Regions from separate parts of the Anas platyrhynchos genome. Here region 1 is linked to region 2. Evidence: chromatin contacts called from public Hi-C data. All regions are on one chromosome and are shown on one strand. Each heading gives the region's core, a stretch centred on a gene start, on an enhancer-like site or on the middle of the called end of the contact. The rest is flanking DNA. Distances are from core to core; before and after follow the strand shown.

The links. Hi-C and Micro-C count contacts between places; a contact is called where the count stands out from the background.
Region 1: a Hi-C map of skeletal muscle shows a contact between it and region 2, with 4 times the contacts expected there. The contact joins two enhancer-like sites. A contact is called at or near these places in 2 of 8 Hi-C or Micro-C datasets (skeletal muscle and subcutaneous adipose tissue).

The regions. Positions count from the first base shown.
Region 1 is chr2:94,844,818-94,847,787 of IASCAAS_PekinDuck_T2T, reverse strand. No RefSeq gene overlaps it. Among named protein-coding and RNA genes, the nearest start is that of EDN1, 14 kb to the left of the region's middle. Within about 2 kb of position 1,412, at least 4 of the 8 cell types and tissues checked have an H3K27ac peak or open chromatin away from gene starts, as enhancers often do.
Region 2 is chr2:94,573,427-94,576,306 of IASCAAS_PekinDuck_T2T, reverse strand. No RefSeq gene overlaps it. Among named protein-coding and RNA genes, the nearest start is that of ADTRP, 69 kb to the left of the region's middle. Within about 2 kb of position 1,521, at least 3 of the 8 cell types and tissues checked have an H3K27ac peak or open chromatin away from gene starts, as enhancers often do.

The DNA of each region.
Region 1 (2,970 bases), core at 163-2,662, 270 kb before region 2:
AAGGGGGAGGCTGTGTCACAGCTGGAGGGACATCAGCATGGGGTCATCACACCAGTTCATCCCTGAAGCAGGACAAGCAGTGGACGAACATCTTCCCTGACACACACTGCTTTCATAGCATGCTAAAGAATTAGCCCTTGGATTTGTTTTTCAGCTGATCCCATGCTAACAGCTTGAGGTGGTTTGGGGCTGACTTCTCCACGTTGAGGCCTTTGACCTTTTAATCCTTCTGAAATAACCAATTCCTTCTCCTCCCCCTGACTCCCAGTATCACCAAATTGCCTTTTGTCGTTTTTTCTCCAGCAGCTTTTCTGGTGGGACTGGTAACTTGCTGGCTGGCCTGGCTCCTTCCTCCCACTGGGCTGTACCTAGCACTACACATAGCTTCACTCAGAGCAGACAAGAAACAAGTTTCTGCTTGATGCAGGTTCTAGGCTTGAGATTTGGAAGATTTTCAGGACTAAACCCAAACTTGCTCTTTTATGATAAATAATGAGGAGCATCTCCAGCTTCTTTACCCTTGTTTTAACTACTTCATCCCTCACCACAGCCTGCAGACCCAAAGCATTATGCAATTCTAAAAGGAGAAGAAAATAAACCTAAAGAAAAAAAAATAAAAACACAGCTGTTAACTGAAGTCAGATATAGTGGGGGTATGGATGGGACGAGAAGGAAGAGGACAGAACTGGAGAGGGCCCTGGGGAGGAGATGGCTGTGGAGATGGTCACACAACTAAGATAAAATACCTGAAGGACACGGTGTGGGGGAGATGCAGAACCTCCTAAAGAACCCATCACAAGAATGGCCACTAAATGCTGTGCGAGCATGCCTGTAACAGGCCCTGTTTCAGCTCTCGCCATTTTGAGCCTCTGAAGGAAGCAACCCACCTAATTGCATGTCCATAGGGAGGTTCAGTCAGCTTAAGCCAGTGTTCCCTCCCAAAGACGGGTAACACAGCCTGTCTCCAGCCAGATCCCGTTGTCTGACGGGCTTCCTCTTTCATCAGTGCCTGAAACAAGGGGGCTCTTTAAAACCATTTTACACTGCTGCAGGCGAGGAACAATTAGTCCATATTTATCCTTCTGGGCTTAGGTCTTTACACAGACTGATTGATACGCTTTCTCCTGCAGTTCATCTTCAAACCCATGTCTGGAGGAAAAGCAGGGACTACTCTGAAAATTGTGCAACATCTTGATTAAATTATTACAAGGCTTATGCTTACCTGAGGTTCTTGGGCATTAACATCACCTTTAAAGTTAAGCATATACTTAAGTTTTTGTCTCAGGCAAGATGGCTTAAACACAATTAAATTGCAGAAGTCCTTTCTGTCCCTCTCTCACAATTGCTGTATGAGGAGCAGTGTTATCTCCGTAGCTCATCCCACACCCCTCTACAAGGACATCTCTGCCAGACTTGAAAAGGCATAGATATTTCCCTGCACAGCTCAGAAAGTTTGTGCAGTTTCTTTCTATAAATACATCGCTGCCAGGGTCATCATTTCTGAACAGATTAAGCTTTCACACAGTCGCTTTCTATGTGAGCAGAGGCAATAGCCAGTTCTCACACTCCATGGCAAACCTGTGAAGAAAGAAGGTACAGATCCATGGCAATTATACTGCAGATCTGCTGTAAAGCTAAGGTTCGGGCTTAATGAAAGTGTGATACATAGGGAAAGGATTTACATCCAGATGTACAGTGTGAGGGAAACAGCCTCTCCACATTTGTCATGCTGCCCAGTGATTTGTCTAATAGCAAAATAAGAATAAATAAAAGATGGAAAAATATGCACCAGGAGGTCCTAAGGTAAGATGTTTTCTTCTGCTTCCAGGCAGGAGGTGAAATAGCCTGAATGAATAATTCTTGAGGATATCTATGTATGAAAAATTGTAATACAGTCTCTTGTAACACAGTTAAATTAAATAAGGTAAATCCTGCCATCCTGAGCAATTTGTATTAAAACCAAAACAAAACAAAAGAGAAAGTCTGGCAAATCTTTGAAGGTTATCCATTGAAGTTAGATAACAAACAAACAAAAACAGAACAAAACAAAACAAAAAGAGCTGAGATGCCATAGAGGTAGCCCAGGGGCATCCCAAAGTGTTTGTGTCAACCAGCAGTCGGGAAACTCAAGAGCCAGAAGACATGTGAGATTTGGGGCCCATTCCTGCCCAGGAAGGTTGGCTCATCTTGCTCACCCTCTCCCGGGTTCAAGGTCTACACTGCAACCCTGTGTGTATCCATTCAGATCCCTTGTGCATCCCATTCTCACCCATATTCCTTGTTTCAGGAAGGGTGTCATGGGGCGGCCCTCCACATGTTCCTATTCTTAGACATTATCTAGTTCTTTGAATACAGATCAGCCTTTAGTGTTCACAGCATCTCATGGCAAGTTTCTATGGTTAATTTGTATTTGGTATTAAAGAAATATCATTTAGCTCATTTCAAATCTGCTGCATGATAATTTCATTATGATCCTTAGTTTCTGTCAAGGAAGGTCATTCTGCACTGTATAGATGCCTGCCAAAGCCCTGCATTTGTCCCTATAGTGGCAGTGTTTTCCCTTTTTTCTGTATTGGTATAAGCCAGCAGAAACACAGTGAACTCTGCAGAGGCCAGGCAGGAAGCACAGGAGAGAATATAGCACTGTGGTTCTTTAATGCAAGTTCTGGCTTTAGGGCTCATAATGTGGCCTTAAATCTAACACAAAAGATTTCCTTATGTTACATCTAAAGCTATTTAGTGCCATTAGTAGCAGAGCAATAAACCAGTGATCCTTTCCCTCCTGTCCAGAGGGAAGAGATAACAGGGACCTAAAAGCTAAATTCACTTTTCAGCTTCATCAGAATATTGTTTCTGGCATGGATGTTTTCTGAGCATTGGTTTTAGAATTGTTCATATTTATATCCCAAACGTCCATGCTCACACAGAAACTCAATGAATTCAGGGAAAACAACTGGTCTCTGAACAGCT
Region 2 (2,880 bases), core at 272-2,771:
TGAATGACAAGGCAATAGAGTGACACCTATTAGTGGATTGAAAGTACTGAGAAGCAAGCTACTCATAAAGCTATTCACACCTAAAGCTTAGATCAGCCTTTTAGGACCCTGTGCTGTTTATAAACGAGCAGAGACTATGCAAGCACTGCGGAGATTTTAGAGTATTTACTGCCAGGGAAAGGAACAAAACTAACATCCAATTCACTTTTAGCAGGGCTCTTTTACACAATGTTCTAGATGCAAAAGGTATGACCTTCCAATCCCGTCCCCCAAATGATGCATGCTCTTATGGTCTTGAGACATACATAAGCTCTCAGCCATCACTTCCATGTAACAGTAACAACAGTCCAAGCAATCTGACCATGCCCCTCTTAAATTGCACGTTTGTGAAACTGACCCTGGGAAGAGAAATTTCCTGACAATTACAGAAGAGTAGCTGAAAAGATCAGATGATATAACCTGTTTTTTACCCATCTATTATTCAGAGGAAGTAATAGGGCAAATAGTGTTACAATCACTAATAGTTTCACAGTTTCACATACGTGCAGCACCATTTGCTTCTGCTCTTTTTTTCCTTTTTTTTTTTTTTTTTTTTTTTTTCCCCATTGGTCTATTACATATTCAGTCCTAAATACTTAATTTAGGTGTATAGTGAAATCAGTAGGTTGTATCTTTATCAGCCAAGGGAGACCAATGTCAAACACTTTGAGGAAGATCTGCCAAACTGAAGCCTGAAGAAGCCGAATGCTAGGCTGCATCTTGCAGACTTTCAGGTTAAAATTTCTAATAGCCACTTTACCAAACAGCAAAGATACTCTCTGAAGACTCAAATACTGGTGTTCATAGTAGGATGGGGCTCAATGTTTAACTGACTCTGAGACTTCACTAGCAGAGACTAGTTCCTTCTCTCATGTGGACTTCCAAAGTTGGAGGCAACAATGTCTTAATCAGCTATACTTGCATATTTTCATCCAGATCACAGTGCTGATCAGTACTGGGTTTTCAGAGGGGAAACACTGGACTGTTTGGTCTCAGAAGGAAGGTGTCTATCAGTACTCATTCCTCTTGCAATTTCAGAATTCAGTCTGACCCTAGGTAAGGACATGTTATACAATCAGATTAAATGTTTGGTGTTGTTTTTTTGAATGAGAGTTATTTCTTTGAAATTCACAGCTCCACAAATTTCAAGATCAAAACTGGAAAGGTTTGAACACAGAAGTGTTGGGAGAGTCGTTGACTAAGTTAGTGTTTTGTCAGGAGAAACAACAGCCTATCATGCAATTTAATAAATGTTTGCTTTACCCTTTTTGTTTAATTATTGGAGTAATTGATCTCACCCTTACAGTTTATTTGAAGTACCTTTCAGACACATGATCAAACCGCTACATTGTATGTGCTCAGAGGGCCCTCAAAGACAAACACATTCAACTATTACACTACAAGCTTACTAGAAAAGTCACCCCTCAGACTTATGATAAAGAGCAGAATATTACTCTTATTATCAATAAAAAATTACAACAGGGACTCAGCATTTATTTTTTCAACTGGAATTTTCCACAGGGTATCTTGATATTTACAGTTGAGATGTAACAGATTTTTCCCTCCTCAAATAATTAGTTGGATGACTTCAGTTATCAGAGTGTGTTGGGTCTGTCTGAGCTGGAGTCACCTTTTCCCTGCAGCAGCCCGCACAGTGCTGTGCTCTGCACTCGTAGCTGGAACAGCACTGATATCACTCCAGTGTTGTGTCTATTGCTGCGTAGTGCTGGCACAGCATCAGGACTCCTAAGCCCCCAAGAGCCAGCAGGCTGGGGGTGGGCAAGTGATGGGGAGGGGACATTGCCGGGGCAGCTGACCTAAACCAACCAAAGGGATATTCCATAACACCTGATGTCACACTCAGCAATAAAAGGGGGGGCTCTCGTGGGGGAGGGGGCTGTTCCTCCTGAACAACCACTACGCGTTTGAGGCCCTGCTTCCCAGGACGTGGCCGAACACCGCTCGCTGATGGGAAGTAGAGAATAATTTTTTTCTCTCTCTCTGTGCTTCCGCGCGGACTGATTGTTTCTTTTGTATCTGTTTCTCCTTCCCATTCCCTTTCCCTTTAATTAAACCTTTCTCATCTCAAACCTCGAGTTCTCTGTGTTGTATTTTCTCCCCCTCCTTCTGAGGAGAGGGGGAGTGAGAGAGCGGTTGTGGTGGAGCTTGGCTGCCCACCTGAGTAAAACCACCACACAGAGGCACTCCAAAGACTGAAAAGTTAAGTTTAACCTGGTTAGAAAAAAAAATAAATAAAATCAGAAATCTGGAAGTCTTTTAATATTAACCTACTTGAAATCTGTACTCAGGTGCTGACAAAGTTAAACTTAGTGATCAAAAAATGGAGTTCACATTGAATTGCTAGTGACCTCCAAAGACTGAAGCTATTCCTTTCCTCCATTTCATTACAGAATAACACATTTTCACAAAATCAATAAAAATGGCATAAGCGAACTCGTTGGCTACGTTTGATAATACTGTATTAACACTTCTCAACCAAAATATAAATTGTCAGACATTGAAAAAAATGCAAAAGATGCTATCTTTATTGTGATAGTGCCAGAAAATTTCAAAGACAACAGGGATTCAAGTCCCAGTGTTTGATAAAAAGCCCCTTCATCATTAGGTCACCTACTGTCCATCCTTCTGCTCCAAAATAATGTTGGATTTCCCTAAGGTTCTGCAACACTGCATGTTCAAGACAGCATGTTCATCTGAAACCAACCTCCCGAAGTGAACACCCAGTCTGGAAAATATAAAGTAGTAAAATTTATCAAATCCAAGGCATGCTATGAACTGAATGGTTCAAAATGTGTATTTCTAAGAGGAGATGAGGTAGAG